3 separate regions of the Mus musculus genome follow, and all the other regions are linked to region 3. Evidence: chromatin contacts called from public HiChIP or PLAC-seq data. All regions are on one chromosome and are shown on one strand. Each heading gives the region's core, a stretch centred on a gene start, on an enhancer-like site or on the middle of the called end of the contact. The rest is flanking DNA. Distances are from core to core; before and after follow the strand shown. Region 1 holds the start of Sh3d21 (SH3 domain containing 21). Region 2 holds the start of 2610028E06Rik (RIKEN cDNA 2610028E06 gene). Region 3 holds the start of Mrps15 (mitochondrial ribosomal protein S15).

Region 1 (4,431 bases), core at 959-3,458, 120 kb before region 3:
CGGGGGCGGGGCCGGTTCATGTTCCGGAAGTCCAGTACCAGCCCCAAGTGGGCCCATGACAAGTTCAGTGGGGAGGAGGGAGAGATAGAAGACGACGAGAGTGGGACAGAGAACAGAGAAGAGAAGGACAGTTTACAGCCCTCAGCTGAGTAGGGGCCGCTCTTGATGGAGCCCTTGCCCGGGGAAGAAAGGCGCTGGGAGAGGCTGGTGGAGCTAAACAAGGAGCCTCAAGAAGATCCTGAAAACGCCACCCCACAACCCACTTGCCACACAGAATCCATCCCACGACAGCAGAGTGTCCCTGGTGCCATCCGTCTCACTGGACAGAGGACAGGACGTTGCCACCGAGCCTAGATGAGACCACACACTGGGCTCCTGCTGCTGCTGGTGGTGTGGGGGGTGGGCAGGGTAGGGAGAAGGATGCTGATGCTTGGACTTTGTTTTGGTTTTGTTGTCCCACCCCCACTCCCACCCCAATTAGAAACCAAGTTTTCTTCATTGCATTTCATTTGGAACTAAATGGGAATTTGGTTTTCAGTCTCTTCCTGTCCTGAGTTTTATTAAGAAATCCTTTTTTCTTTTTCTTCTTTTTAGGGGATATATAGTAATATTAGTGTAAAGATTTTAATTTGGGCAACTTTGACTCTTAAGAGAAAACAAAGCATGTGAATAAAAATTGAAGTGTTCACCTCAGTTTGGGACCAAACTGCTTGGATCTTGTACAAACCGGTTTTGTATGTTGAGGAGGAGTTTAAGGCCTTTCTGACCACCTCGTGTTCCCCTTTCTACACAGCCATGTATCCCGTGGAGTTGCTCCCAGCCTCCCCATGCACCCTGCTCTGTCTCATTTCTCCTGGGCTGGGCTTCCCATTCTCCACCAGCAGCTCCAGTGTCCCAACCTTTGTAGTCCTGCTGGTCTTCAGCAAGAGGAGTGGAAACTGGAGGGCAGTTTCTGGACGGTTTTCTAAGAAACTTCTGAATTCTATTATCTTTACAAATACAAGATGAGAAAATAATTTTTTCAATATTTTTTATTAATCTTTTTATAAAATGAAAAGAAACGCCTATGATTAAGGATGGTGGTTATGGCTGGGTGGTCTGTGGGGTTGTGTGTTTTTGGGTTTTTCCTTTTTTTTTTCTCTTTAACCTTACGTTTTGGGTTGAAACATTTTCAGATGTTGGGGGGCATCCTCATTAAAGGGTCCTTGTGCTTGCCTTCCGGGGCAGCGGTCCCCAGCAGGTGAACCGCTGCCTGCGCGCATCTGTTGGACGCCGACTGCACCCTCCTCCCTCCCCAGCCTTCGCTCTTGGGTTGTTGTGCATACTTCCCTTTACTTTGCTAATTTCAATAGTTATGTTGGTTTTACTTGAATGATTCATGTTTAGGGGAGAACAAAAAAACACCCTTAAATTTTTGTTTCAACTCCTCCTGCAAATAAAAACAATAAATGAAGTGGCAGATGTAAACGGACTGTGTTTGTTGCTTGTGTGAGTGACCCTGGGTTAATAGGTCCCATAGAATATACCATAGTTTTCGTCTCTGGGAAGAAGGACTTCTTGTTCTCAGTGGAGGCTGTGCATTCTGTGTTTTTGACTCCTCCAAGAACCAAACCTAGCTACCATGCCAGAAGTCAGGACTTTGGCTTCCTTGGTGCTGGGGCAGGGGTCAAGGCTGCAGTGAGCTGGCTCGGCCTTTATATGTTAACCCACAAGGAAGAGGTGAGCCTAGCCCAACTGGTAAACTGGGTGGACCCTAACCTTCAGACTCTTGCCAGCCCTTATTAAAAGTTGATTCTTGCTGCCTTTCCCCAAGGAGAATCTGCAGTAGTTATCAGAAATCCAACTAGGCCCCCAAGTGAGTCGAAGCTTCAGGGGGGGTTGAAGTTTGGAATATACCCGCCATAGCTTTTCAGAGACAGGAGCTAGTATCTCTATCTGGGGCCACTTTCCCAGGAATGGCCCCACCCTGGTATGTACCTCTTCCACCTTCCCCTGCAGCTAAGAACTTGCAAGCCAGAAGAGGGTGGGCCAGGAAATGTTATAAAAGACATAGAGTCTGGCCTAGGTTGGGAGACTTGGCTAAAGTAGAGCTCTTGGGGAAGCTGTTACCCCAGCCCTGGGCTGAGACCCTGGACTCCTCCTTCAAGAATTGGGGCCCAACCTGCTGAGCCAGGCCGCCCACTCCTACTACCTGGATCCTGACCTATGACTCGAGTCTCCGCCTCATCCACATCCAGTCTACCGCCTGGCGGCTTCGCCCGCCCTCCGAGCACCCAATGCCCAGCCTGACGGTCAGGCTGCGCAGGGAGCCCCAGAAGTCATGGGTATGTGTGTGGGGGTTCGGGGTGGGTTCTTCTAAACACTTTCCGAAGGGCAAAGTCCACGGACGTCCCCACAGCCTTTCTTAGCTCGCTTCCGCCCGTAGAGGTCCTGGTCCTGGCCAGATACCGAGCGCAGACGGAGGACGAGCTGAGTCTGGCTCCGGGGGACGTGATCCGGCAGGTGTGCGCGGGGCCCGCTCGGGGCTGGCTGCTTGGGGAGTTGCGGGGCCGCCGCGGTCGCTTCCCCAAGCGCCTGGTGCAGGTGAGGCCTGGTACGGGTATGGCTGCGCGGGGGAGCAGGAGCGGCCCTGGCCTCAGCCTCGGGCCTTGTGCCTAGTGCCGCCCCTATGTGATTTTCCCAGGAGATTCCGGAGGCCCTGCGGGGCGTCACCGAGTCCAGACCGCGCTTTCCGCGCCGTAGTCGCCGTGAGTCGGGCGCTGGGCCGGCGGGTGGGGCCTCACTGCCCGCGTGGAACATGACGGCTGTGGGTGGGGCACCCGCGGCTATTTTGCAGCCCCCTGATTGGCTTGAAGTACAATGCTCCGCTCGAGGGCGGGGCCTGAAGCTACTAAAGGGAGTTCTGGGGTCCAACTCTTCCCCAGTGCTGCAGACGGGGCTCCCTGCTCAGAGCTGCTTCCCTGCTTGTCTGGCCTAGGTCACCCCATCAACTCTCGGGACCCCCAAAGATGGTGCAGAGTGAACTTCAACTACAGCCCAGAGCAGGCAGACGAGCTGACGCTTCAAACTGGGGAGATTTTGGAAGTGATAAAGGAGGTGAGGGGTCCTGGGGGCACTTGGGGAGATGCTGCAGCTATTCACACAGAAGAAAGTGAAGTAAGGGTGGGGGCGATGGGAAGGGAGGCAGCTGGGGAGGATGTAGTCCTTGGGTAGAACCAAGGATGGACACCTCAGTTACTCTTGGACAGAACCAGATGCTCCCGCATCCTTCCCCTTCCCCAGATTGAGGACGGCTGGTGGCTGGGAGAGAAGAACGGGCAGTTGGGAGCCTTCCCATCCAACTTTGTGGAATTGCTGGACAGTGGGCCCCCAAGTGAGACCGTGACCCTGTGATCCCCTGGGACCAGACTCAGCAATCTTCAGCGATCTTCCCAGTGACCCTCCTGACCTCGTGACCCCTTTGGCCCCCTCCCTTGACCTAGCTAAATTAGCACCTCCCTAACACCATCGATTCTTCTTCTGCAGGCCTTGGAAATACAGACATACCGCCAATTACCCCAAATTCACAGAGGCCTCCTAAGGTAAATTGGGTCATGGTGGGCACAGCCAGCGAATTCTTTCCCCCCTGCCCCCAGAGCTGAGGATTGAACCCAGGGCCTTGGGCTTGCTAGGCAAGCGCTCTACCACTGAGCTAAATCTCCAACTCCCAGCGAATTCTTAAAATGGCTTGACACTTGTCTCATTCCCCCCTTTCTCTGCCCCCAATAGTTGAGCAACTTGACATATGACAGCCCTCCAGACTACCTGCGGACAGGTGAGCCCTCCCTCGGTACCAGATCTATGTGGGAGGTGAACTGGCTAGGTTGTTGGAGGGAGTCACTGGCTGCGGAGGGAAGGGCTACACACTAGAGTGACCTTCTTTTAGTCTCCTGCCCTGAGACCTGCAGGGTCCTATTTGACTACCAACCCGAGGCCCCAGATGAGCTGGCACTGCAGAAGGGGGACCTGGTGAAAGTTCTGAGAAAGGTATGAGAGGATTAGGAGTTACAGAAGAGTAAGGAGTGGGGCCCAGGCAAGAAGAACTTGAGCGATGCTCACCTCCCCCCACTGGCTTGTTTCCTAACCAGACAACTGAGGATAAGGGCTGGTGGGAAGGAGAATGCCAAGGCAGAAGAGGAGTTTTTCCTGACAACTTTGTCATCCCACCGCCCCCAGTGAGTATGGAGTCAGGTATGGGGAGGAGAAAGGAAAGGCAATTTAAAAAAAAAAAAAACCGGGAAACCGAGTATGGTGGTACATGCCTTTAGACCCAGCATTTGGGACACAGAGACCAGTGGATCCCTGAGTGTGAGGCCAGCCTGGTCTATAGAGCATGGATCCCTGAGTGTGAGGCCAGCCTGGTCTATAGAGCACGTTCAGGAGAACCAGAGT
Region 2 (4,806 bases), core at 2,000-4,499, 120 kb after region 3:
ACTTGGCTAACCTCTTGTGAGCCTCAGTTTCCACCTGCAAAGTGGGCCTTTCAGGAATGCTTTGTGTCTTGGGGCTGCCGGGTGGATTTATTGAGATAACCTGTGATGCTTGGAGCGTGTGGTTTAGTTTATGGAAGGCGGTTGATAAAAGATAGCCACTGTCTCCTATTACTGATGGGAGACAGACTTCCCCGAGTGGGCTAAGAGGCACCCGAGTTCTCAAAATACTCTTTTAAATCAGCCACCCCTCCTTGGCTTATCTGTTCCACTTTAATCACCCAAGAAACAGTGGAGGGACCTAGATATTCCCAGGAAGCCCTTGATTTATAATTACTGTTCCTCTCAGGCAGTAATTTCTCCCCCACCAACCCCATCCTGGTCTGGCGTGCTGGAACACAGTTAGCTCTCCATTGTCAGAGCTGGGAACTTCAGTATCAAATTAAATGCAAACAGATGGATCTTGCTCATCTGTGTTTTTTTCTCGAGTCCCTCAGCTGTCCTGGAAAAAAACAGGGCAGCGGCGAGGACATCTCTGGGCCGCCTCGCTAATGAGCAAGCTCATTTTCCTTGTCCTCCTCCTGCCACAAGGAGAGAAGGATTGTTTTCTCTGTTTGGCAAGCCAGTATCAATATTTCCAGAGTGAAGCAATGAAGAAAATGGCCCCAGGCTTGAACAGTGATGGAGGCTGCCAGAAGACGGCTGGGCAGGGGGCTTCCTTCCTTTCCGGTCTTTCCTCTATTCCATGTTCCCCAGCCCAGTGGAAAGCCAGGCTAGGGACCCTCCCTGGAAAGTCATCATCCTCCCCTCTTACCCATCATCCTCCCCTCTTACCCATCATCCTTCCCTCTTACCCATAGGCTGCCTTGCCCGTCTTGTGTCAGACGGAGGCTCAGGCCGAGCACAGAATGTGCCCAAGTTCATAGGTAAAGATGGGCTGGGACCAGGCTTCCTGGCTTATTCTTCCACACTTTTCCATGTGGTTTGAATGAAACTGAGCCACATAAACTTTTAGACAGTAGCCTTGTTGGAGGCTGTTATTAGTGGTGGACTTTGAGATTTCAGAAGCTCAGGCCAGGCCCAGGGTGTCTCTCTTCCTGCTGCCTATGGATCCAGATGTAGACCTCTCAGCTCCTCTCCAGCACCATGTCCCACCATGCTGAGACTGGACTAAACCTCTGAACTGCAAACCAGCCTTAATGAAATGTTTTCTTTTATAAGAATTGCTATGGTCATGGAGTCTCTTCACAGCAATGGAAGCTCTAATTAAGACACCGTGATACTACAAAGCTATACAATCTTTTAGGAACATCTTAACTTACATCTCAACTCAAAATACATAACAGACAAAACAAGTAAGGCCAGCAAGAGTGACAGAGGCAGGAGCTTAGTCAAGGTTTCTCATGGTTACGTAGACATTTGAAATGCCTTTAAGGAGCCCCGGGACTCAATGGAAGGAAAATTCACAAATCTGGATTCTGTATGTTTCTAAATCTGCTAGATTGTTGTTGTTGTTGTTGTTGTTTTTGTTTGTTTGTTTTTTTGAGACAGGGTTTCTCTGTGTAGCCCTGGCTGTCCTGGAACTCACTCTGTAGACCAGGCTGGCCTCAAACTCAGAAATCCGCCTGCCTCTGCCTCCCGAGTGCTGGGATTAAAGGTGTGCACCACCACTGCCCGGCTTTTTTTTTTTTTTTTAACTTTTTTTTTTTAATCTGCTAGATATTTGGGGTCCTGGATTGTTGGCCATCTTTCTACTGTGAGCATCAAGTAAGAAGGGAAGGGGAACCTACCCTTTACTTTCAGGAGGGGCAGTTAGGCAAAGGTCAGACTCTGAGCTGGAGAACTATGCTTTTGGGTGTGCCTCACTCCAGCCGAGTCTGCTTCATGTTTGTCCTGGGTTGCAGTGAGAGCCAGCCTACGAGGGTGACCCTTCCCTCTGCATTATGAGGAAAAGGCTCGGGGTTCTCAGCCTCTAGCTGTCTGTGTCCACGGGAGGACAACCGATTTACTCCTTCCTGAAAACAGTGTCCTCAGCCCTAGGACAGAGACAACGGCATTGTGACCCTTTGTGTTGTGTTGGAAGACCCAGTGAGGTGAGAGGCTTGCAGGTGACGGATGAGGCTTGAGGCTCCAGTGTTCCCTATGCACTGCTCCTTAACTTCCTACGTTCATTTTTTATTCAACAAATGTCGATGTGAAACCCTGGGCCCTGGCTGGTTGCCAAGGATACGCACTGGCTGGGAGGGCTGCTGGGTGTGAAGGGCAGGGCTGCATGGGATGCTCAGATTTTCCGTTCACATGGATGGGATGCTGTGTTGGCTGCAGCGCTTTCTCCTCAAGGAGATTATAGCAGCTACTGGTTTCTATGGTCTGTCTGTCTGTCTATCTGTCTGTCTATCTATCTATCTATCTATCTATCTATCTACAAGAAGTTATCTTTTAAGAAAGAATGATGAATGATTACCAGGGCTGGGGACTTGCTGCTATAGGGGACTGTCTTAACTCCTGATAGCCCCATGACTCTAATCACACCTACTGGGCAGCTGGAATGATGGAGCAGTTGATCCGGGATGCTCCAGTTGCCACTGCGTTTCTGTGAATTCTAACACACAGGGAAGAAGAAAATGGGCCTTGAGGAATTGGATGGCACTTGACTTTACCTTTTATTCCTCCCCGCCACACAGTTTCAACACATATATTTGTATACTATGGCTAGAAGTAAACTTTCTCATTGTACAGAAAGGGAAACTGAGGCCCTCAGAGGGCTAGGCTTTATTAGAGTCTTTCAGCTAGATAGTAGCAGAGCTGGTGTCTACATTTGGGTCCCTGGACCTTGTCCTTGTCTGCATCTGGCAAACTGGAGCATCATTTGGCCGTGCGAGACATCTTCCCCATCCTTTGCAATCAACACTCTGAGCCTTTGCTTCCCTGAGGTCAGGGCTAGGGTGGGCTGATCTCCACTAGGCTGGGCTGAGGTGGGGGTGTACGGTGGGATGCAGGGAAGAAACGGTTCACTTCAGAGGCACTCCCTAGTTCAGATGTATCTTCTAACTTCCTCAAGTTTCAGGCCACACAATTAAGGCCTTGCTAATAAGCCATCAGTCTTTGTCCCACAAAGAGCTCGGCAGGCCTCCCTCCTCCTTTGGGAGGGGATCAATGCCTTATCTCAGCTGGGCCTCTGTGCTGGGAAGGAGGGAAATGAAAGCACTTAATTAAGGCGCAGAGGAGCGGAGAGGGAACCAGGCCACGCCAGACGCATCATCTCTGGGTCCTGGTATTCATCCCCTTCCCGCCCAGCCCCGCCCCTGAAGACAGCATGCAGCTGCAGATTCCAGGGAGACTGCTGCTTAGGGGGGCCTACTGAAGCCATAGCCCTGTGTGAGGAACTCAGGATGAGAAGGTGAAGATCAGAGACTCTCAGAGCCCACCTACAGCTTGTCCCCACGAAACCCACCCGACTTTTCCCTGCCTAGTCCACTCCACCACCGATTGGGTCTGGCCCTGGCTGTGGGCAGCGAACTGGAATCTCGAGCTGAGGGAACTCTGCCATCCCGGGCATGGATTTCGTGTTCTTTCAGGTAAGAAAAGCTTTCTTGGCCTCATTTTCCTCTTGTGAATGGAATGCTTCTTCATGCTTCAGCAGGGAAGGGGCTGTGTGTGCTCAGCCATCCACAATTCCTCTCTAGGTCTTGGATATAAAATGCTTTCCGGAGGCCCCGTGCTTGAGCACATGATCACCAGCGGGTGGCGCTGTTTTTTCGAGGCTGTGAACCATACAAAAGGTAGGGTCTTGCCTGGAGCGGCGATGAAAACCTTACCTCCTAGAACTTTGCAAAGTTGGAAGACTCAGTTACCAGAAAGAACCCTCTAGCCTGTGTGAATTCTCCCTCTCTTACGCGAGTCTCTGTCCTCTGTGGGCCTGCCTGGTGCCTTCAGAGACCCCGCTGCCTCTGACCTTGGAGAATCCCTACCACTGGGGCTCCTGTTTAACTCTAGCCTTTCACATCCATCCCTTGGACAGCAGGGGGCACCTTCTTAGTTCTGCGACTACCACAGGGCCTGCCTGCATTGCGGAGGGCAGATAATAGAGGATCCATAGAAATCTCGTTCCGCTTCCCTCGCTCTGGCTGCTGCGTCCCATCCTCCCAAGCAATTTCAGCGCAGCAGGAGCGCAGGTTGGAAGGCATTTTTTGTGCAATGGTCACACCCAGCATTGCCCTGCTTCTTTACCACCCAAGGGGACAGGAGTAGAGGGACGGAACAGGATCTCTTCCTTTAAGCACGCTAGGCAAGTGCTCTGCCACTGAGCCACATCCTCAGCTGGATAGCTTGAAATCAACTTGGGTAAGAATATTCACACCAGGGCCTTTGGCAAGTGCTATAGATGACTACTCACTGTCGCATCTGTTTTCCAGCACACCACTGAAGTGGGCAACACTCACCCTGTGGGCATCCTTTATTGAGGGGCTCAGACACTGCTGGGTATGAGCCAGGTGGTGACACTCATCCTGCCGGTGATCCTTTGTTGAAGAACTCAGGCACCACTGGGTAAACTGTCTTCCTTTCTGGTCCCTAGTTGACAAGGACATTTTCCTTCTCCGTGGCATGGCCAGGCCTCTGTTCGCACAGTGATGGCTAGCCAGTGGATACATCCTTGTATTGGATTTCTGTCTTCTCCAGTTTATTTGCTCTAGCCACAATGCTTATTTCTATAGACACATACTCTCCATAGACCGTCTTTTTGCAAGCTATTCTCCCAGCGCAATCTTGGACTCTCCCCTTAAGTACAGGCTATGTCTGTTTCCCCTG
Region 3 (4,476 bases), core at 1,440-3,939:
CACATATGGGCACATATACACACGCTGATACACACATGAACATAAGTAAAAATAAATTGTAAAGAACATTTGAGGTGCAAGAACAAATGACAGTGACTTCTACAAGAAATGCAGCTCTGGTCTGTTGGGTTGAAGACAGCCAGACAACTGGGGTTGTTGGCTCGAATGTCCTGGTTTCGTCTCAGGGAAGGCAAAGGAAGGATTTCCACCTCAGATAGACACAGCCAGATTGCACAGTAAGGAAGGATGGAGCCAGTCCACTGTAGAGGGGCTAAGCAGAGGGACTCTGGTTTTGGTGTCTGTCAGTTCTGGATTCTAGTCCTAGCTCTGTCTTTTAGTTGTATAACACAAAGCATTTATACAAACAGGACACAATTTCTTCTCTTACAAAGCTTTTGTGAAGTCAAGAGAAGAGAGATTTCTTTTTTTTTTAATTTTATTTATTTTATGTATATAAGTACACTGTCACTGTCTTCAGACACTCCAGAAGAGGGCATCGGATCCCATTACAGATGTTTGTGAGCCACCATGTGGTTGCTGGGAATTGAACTCGGGACCTCTGGAAGAGCAGTCAGTGCTCTTAACTGCTGAGCCATCTCTCCAGCCTGAGAAGAGAGATTTCTACCAAGACCAGCAGAGCATGTTAGTTCTTTGGCCTCTGTTAGTGTGAGGTCTTCACTCAGAGTACCAGAAACAAAAGGCGAGCTGAGCTCTGTGAGCAGCGGGTGCCCAGCTGGCCACCTGAGCCCATCAGACCTGCGGCCCTCATCAGTGCTCACATCCAGGGCTCCACAGAATCCAGTTTCAAGTACAACAGGCCAAGTCTTTAGGTCACCCCTTTTCTACTCCCTGTCTATCCTCCCAGGAACGCCTGTACCCACAAGCACGTTGCTTTCCACTTACTTCTCTATGTTGGGGATGATGTCCTTGTATTCTTTGATGAACGCAGAGGAGGGTGGTTCATCGTCCTGCTTGGGTTGGACTGTCAAATACAGGATAGAAAATACTCAGCGTGAACTCCCATCCTCCCAGGCTCCATCCCTCTCACTCACTCCCCGAATCTGTGGCAAGTACCTAAGGGTTTAAGGGTCTCAAACTAGGTTAGCTCAGTTTCTCTTTTGCAAGCCTTGTGGGCACCTGCATGTTGCATGCTGCAAACAAGGGGCCTTTCTCAAGACATCCACTGTGCCTGCAACACAAACCGACTTGGCTCTACAGTTATCAGATTCCTCACTGGGATCGGTTCTCCCGTGGACAGGAGTGAGTTTGGCTTCTCTTTAACTCCTCGATTCCCCAGCCTAGTCCATAGTCTAGTCTAGAAGTAGCACTTTAACAAAGCTTGCTGGTTGACCACATGAATGAAGTACAGGGTGAGAGGAAGTGCTGCTAGCTTTAAGGGAATGTCAATAGCCAGTTCGCATCACTAAAAGCTCGGCTTCTGTGTGTGCATTCCTACTATGTCACTGGAAGTGAGGTTGAAGCCTGTAGTCCAACCCAGTCCAGCGCAACCAAGATAATCTATCCTCTCAAGCCAGACTCTGTCCTGCCACTATGCAAAGGACACTAGAAGCAATAAAGACTATGATATCACAGTTTATTGTGCACGGGGTTAAGGGTGCTTTTCATACCGCTGCCATGATTGAATCCTATTAACTGTGTTCCAATGGATCCTTTGACACTCATTTCAGCGCTGGTTCACAAAAAAAGCAAACTTGCCTCAAATAGTATGTGTTTGTTAGAGGGCCCTAAGGCATGCTAACTTAGGATGGGAAACTTCATCCTTCCTCTCAGAATAGCAGATAAAAAGTGTTACATTCCTAGAATTGTAACTCTTGCTAGTGTTGCCAGCCACACACTCATTGGGTCCAGCCAAGCTGGACTGGGTTGGACCTCGGGCTTCGACCTCACTCTCATCTGACACAGTAGGGATGCACACAACGAGGCGGAGCTTTTGGTGATCTGTATTGTCAAATGAGTGAGTGCTTTCACGCGAAAGCTCTTACTTCTACCTTCTCGTGCACCCCTAAACAATGAATGTGGGGGGGTCTTGGCCTGTCCCTTTGCGCGCCACCTCTGTTCCCTTGTCCACCCCAAGCCTTCCAGGCGGCCTCAAGTCTCAACAACCCAAGTCCTCGTACCTGGTTTCTGGACGGCGGCGTATGCTCGCGCGGCGCGCAGTAGACCTACGCAGAATAGAAAGGGCTGAGACTCTGCCATACACAGCCCCTCATGTCCCTTCTCCCACGAACTGTAGGCACCTGCACCTAACTACCGCCTCACTTCCCTATCTCCCTCCTCATCACCCCTTCCCTAGCCATCACCCTCTTTCTCATCCTGTCACTGCCTTTCTCGGGTCTCCGGGTGCCTGGTCTCCTCCATCTTCGCCCAGTCCCTTGGGACCCAGCTCGGCGGCTCACTCGGAGGCTGCAGGCCACAGCGCGCAGAGAGCAGACTGGCGCTACTTCCGCCCCTCAGCGCAGGGACTGGGGCCCGTGTCACCGCCTGGGCACGAACAGAGCTCAGCGCACGCCACGCGGCCCGCAGCATGTTGACTCCCGACTCGACGGGGGGCCCGCACCGCCACTGCCCGCTCCGCGGTGGATCCAGGTTACATGGGCGCAGCCATGACGGTTCGGGCTCGACCAATCGAGGTGAGAGCGCGACAAGAGCTGCCGAGGGCTGAGCGAATGGATCGGTTCCGGATTGTCAGGGAGCTGGGGCGGAGCCCAGGAATTTGGCCTGGTGGGCGGGCCTGTTTCTACGCTTACAGGCCCGGAGCACTGTGTGAACGCTATAATGTCACCTATTGACCTTGCATCCGGCCTAATCACTTTCTAAATTCCTTATGTTCCTGACCTGGTCCTCAGTTCTCAACCTGTTGGTCAAGACACATGGGGGGTGAAGGTTGTTGAGCGACCTATTCATAGGGGTCACACATCAGATATCTTGCATATCAGATATTTATATCACAATTCATAATAGTAGCAAAATTGCAGTTATGAACTAGCAACGGAAATAATTTTATTAGAGGTCTTCACAACATGAAGAACTGTATTAAAGTATCTCTGCATTAGGAAGGTTGAGAACCATTGCCTGGGGCTGGAGAAATGGCTCAGCGGTTAAGAGCACTGACTGCTCTTCCTAAGGTCCTGAGTTCAAATCCCAGCAACCACATGGTGGCTCATAACCACCTGTAATGGGATCTGATGCCCTGTTCTGGAGTGTCTGAAGACAGCTACAGTGTACTTACATATAACAATAAATAAATCTAAAAAAAAAAAAAGACTCACAACCATCTGTTCAGCTACAGTGTACTCATATACATAAAATAAAATAAATCTTTAATTAAAAAAAAAAAAGAGAACCATTGTCTTAGGTCCTAGTTATTTTAGGGCTTCTGTGGGACTCTCCTTACCTTCTCCAGAGGCTAATATTCTTTCTTGGCCCTCCTCCAGACACCGGGGCCCTGTAAGAACCCTCAGGTTCTAGCCTTCTTTCGTTGGCTTGTATCTCAGTGACTAAGGATAGAGTTTTTGGTAGGGTACTGAGCCATTACTATGAGACCCTGTGGGCAAAGTCTACCTTTATGGGCTGCAGTGTTCTCAAAACATCAAATGAGATTGGTAGCAATGTCTTTTACATTGTTCAGCCTATAGACCGAAGCAGCTGTATACAAAACACATGTTTAAATAGTCAGTATTCGGTACTCAGCTGTGGTAAAACTGAAATGAGGGATGCAAGGGCAAATATAAAGGAAAAGTAGTGGGGAGGGTAAAGAGAGGGGCAAGGAAAGAACACACCATCCCAAGCCTGAGATCAGGGCCGGGGAAAGTAGACCCAAGACAGGCAAGGCTTTTGTGGAAAGGTCTCCATTAGCACAGGGAATAATCCTGACAAATGTGGTTACATGAAACTCAAATGACATTAGGCAACTGAAGATGTGGTTTGGTTAGCAGAGTCCCTGCCTAGAATGCACAGTCCTGGGTTGGATTCCCAGTGGTACGTAAAAACTGGGTGTAGTGGCATATGCCTGTGACCCCAGGACTTTGGAATGGAAGGCAAGAGGATTAAAAGTTGTTCGAGGTCATCCTTGGTTGCATAGCTGGTTTGAGCCCAGACTGGGCTACATAAGACCCTGTCTCAAAAAGGGGAGGGGCAGGGGAGATGGTTCAGTTGGTAGAGTGCCCACTGTGTAAGCATAAACATCCAAGTTCAGATCCCAGCAGCTGCGTGTACAGTACAGGGGCTCGGGGAAGTTGAGTAGGTGATCCCTGGAGCTCATTGGCTCCTTGGATAGCTGAATCCAGGAGCTCCAGGTTAGCCAGGTGGTGGTGGCGCACGCCTTTAGTCCCAGTACTCGGGAAGCAGAGGCAGGCAGATTTCTGAGTTCGAGGCCAGCCTGGTCTACAAAGTGAGTTCCAGGATAGCCCTCTTCCAGCCTCCGTGATAACAGACATACAGGTGAGGCACAGATAT

The links. HiChIP or PLAC-seq counts read pairs in DNA pulled down with a chosen protein or histone mark.
Region 1: a contact with region 3 is called in an H3K27ac HiChIP or PLAC-seq map of embryonic stem cells, with 8 read pairs. The contact joins the promoter of Sh3d21 here to the promoter of Mrps15 in region 3. A contact is called at or near these places in 5 of 39 promoter capture datasets (the HPC-7 cell line, embryonic stem cells, liver and 1 more), 1 of 15 datasets of contacts at CTCF or cohesin (pro-B cells), 7 of 115 datasets of contacts at active chromatin or transcription factors (effector CD8 T cells, embryonic stem cells and pancreatic cancer cells) and 3 of 9 other capture datasets (adipose tissue, liver and pancreatic islet).
Region 2: a contact with region 3 is called in an H3K4me3 HiChIP or PLAC-seq map of embryonic stem cells, with 13 read pairs. The contact joins the promoter of 2610028E06Rik here to the promoter of Mrps15 in region 3. A contact is called at or near these places in 1 of 484 Hi-C or Micro-C datasets (nephron progenitors), 1 of 115 datasets of contacts at active chromatin or transcription factors (embryonic stem cells) and 3 of 9 other capture datasets (adipose tissue, liver and pancreatic islet).

What each region holds. Positions count from the first base shown.
Region 1 is chr4:126,161,118-126,165,548 of GRCm38.p6, reverse strand. It overlaps Sh3d21 (SH3 domain containing 21), which reads left to right and starts at 2,208. Exons shown (of 16, transcript NM_001162533.1): 1 at 2,208-2,324; 2 at 2,426-2,583; 3 at 2,684-2,747; 4 at 2,978-3,096; 5 at 3,283-3,373; 6 at 3,526-3,581; 7 at 3,769-3,814; 8 at 3,926-4,026; 9 at 4,128-4,214. The coding sequence starts at 2,321. It overlaps Thrap3 (thyroid hormone receptor associated protein 3), which reads left to right. Exons shown (of 12, transcript NM_001356455.1): 12 at 1-1,467. The coding sequence ends at 153.
Region 2 is chr4:125,920,846-125,925,651 of GRCm38.p6, reverse strand. 2610028E06Rik (RIKEN cDNA 2610028E06 gene) reads left to right here and starts at 3,249. Exons shown (of 6, transcript NR_015560.2): 1 at 3,249-3,575; 2 at 3,684-3,779.
Region 3 is chr4:126,045,141-126,049,616 of GRCm38.p6, reverse strand. Mrps15 (mitochondrial ribosomal protein S15) reads right to left here and starts at 2,689. Exons shown (of 8, transcript NM_025544.2): 1 at 2,418-2,689; 2 at 2,139-2,183; 3 at 904-982. The coding sequence starts at 2,547.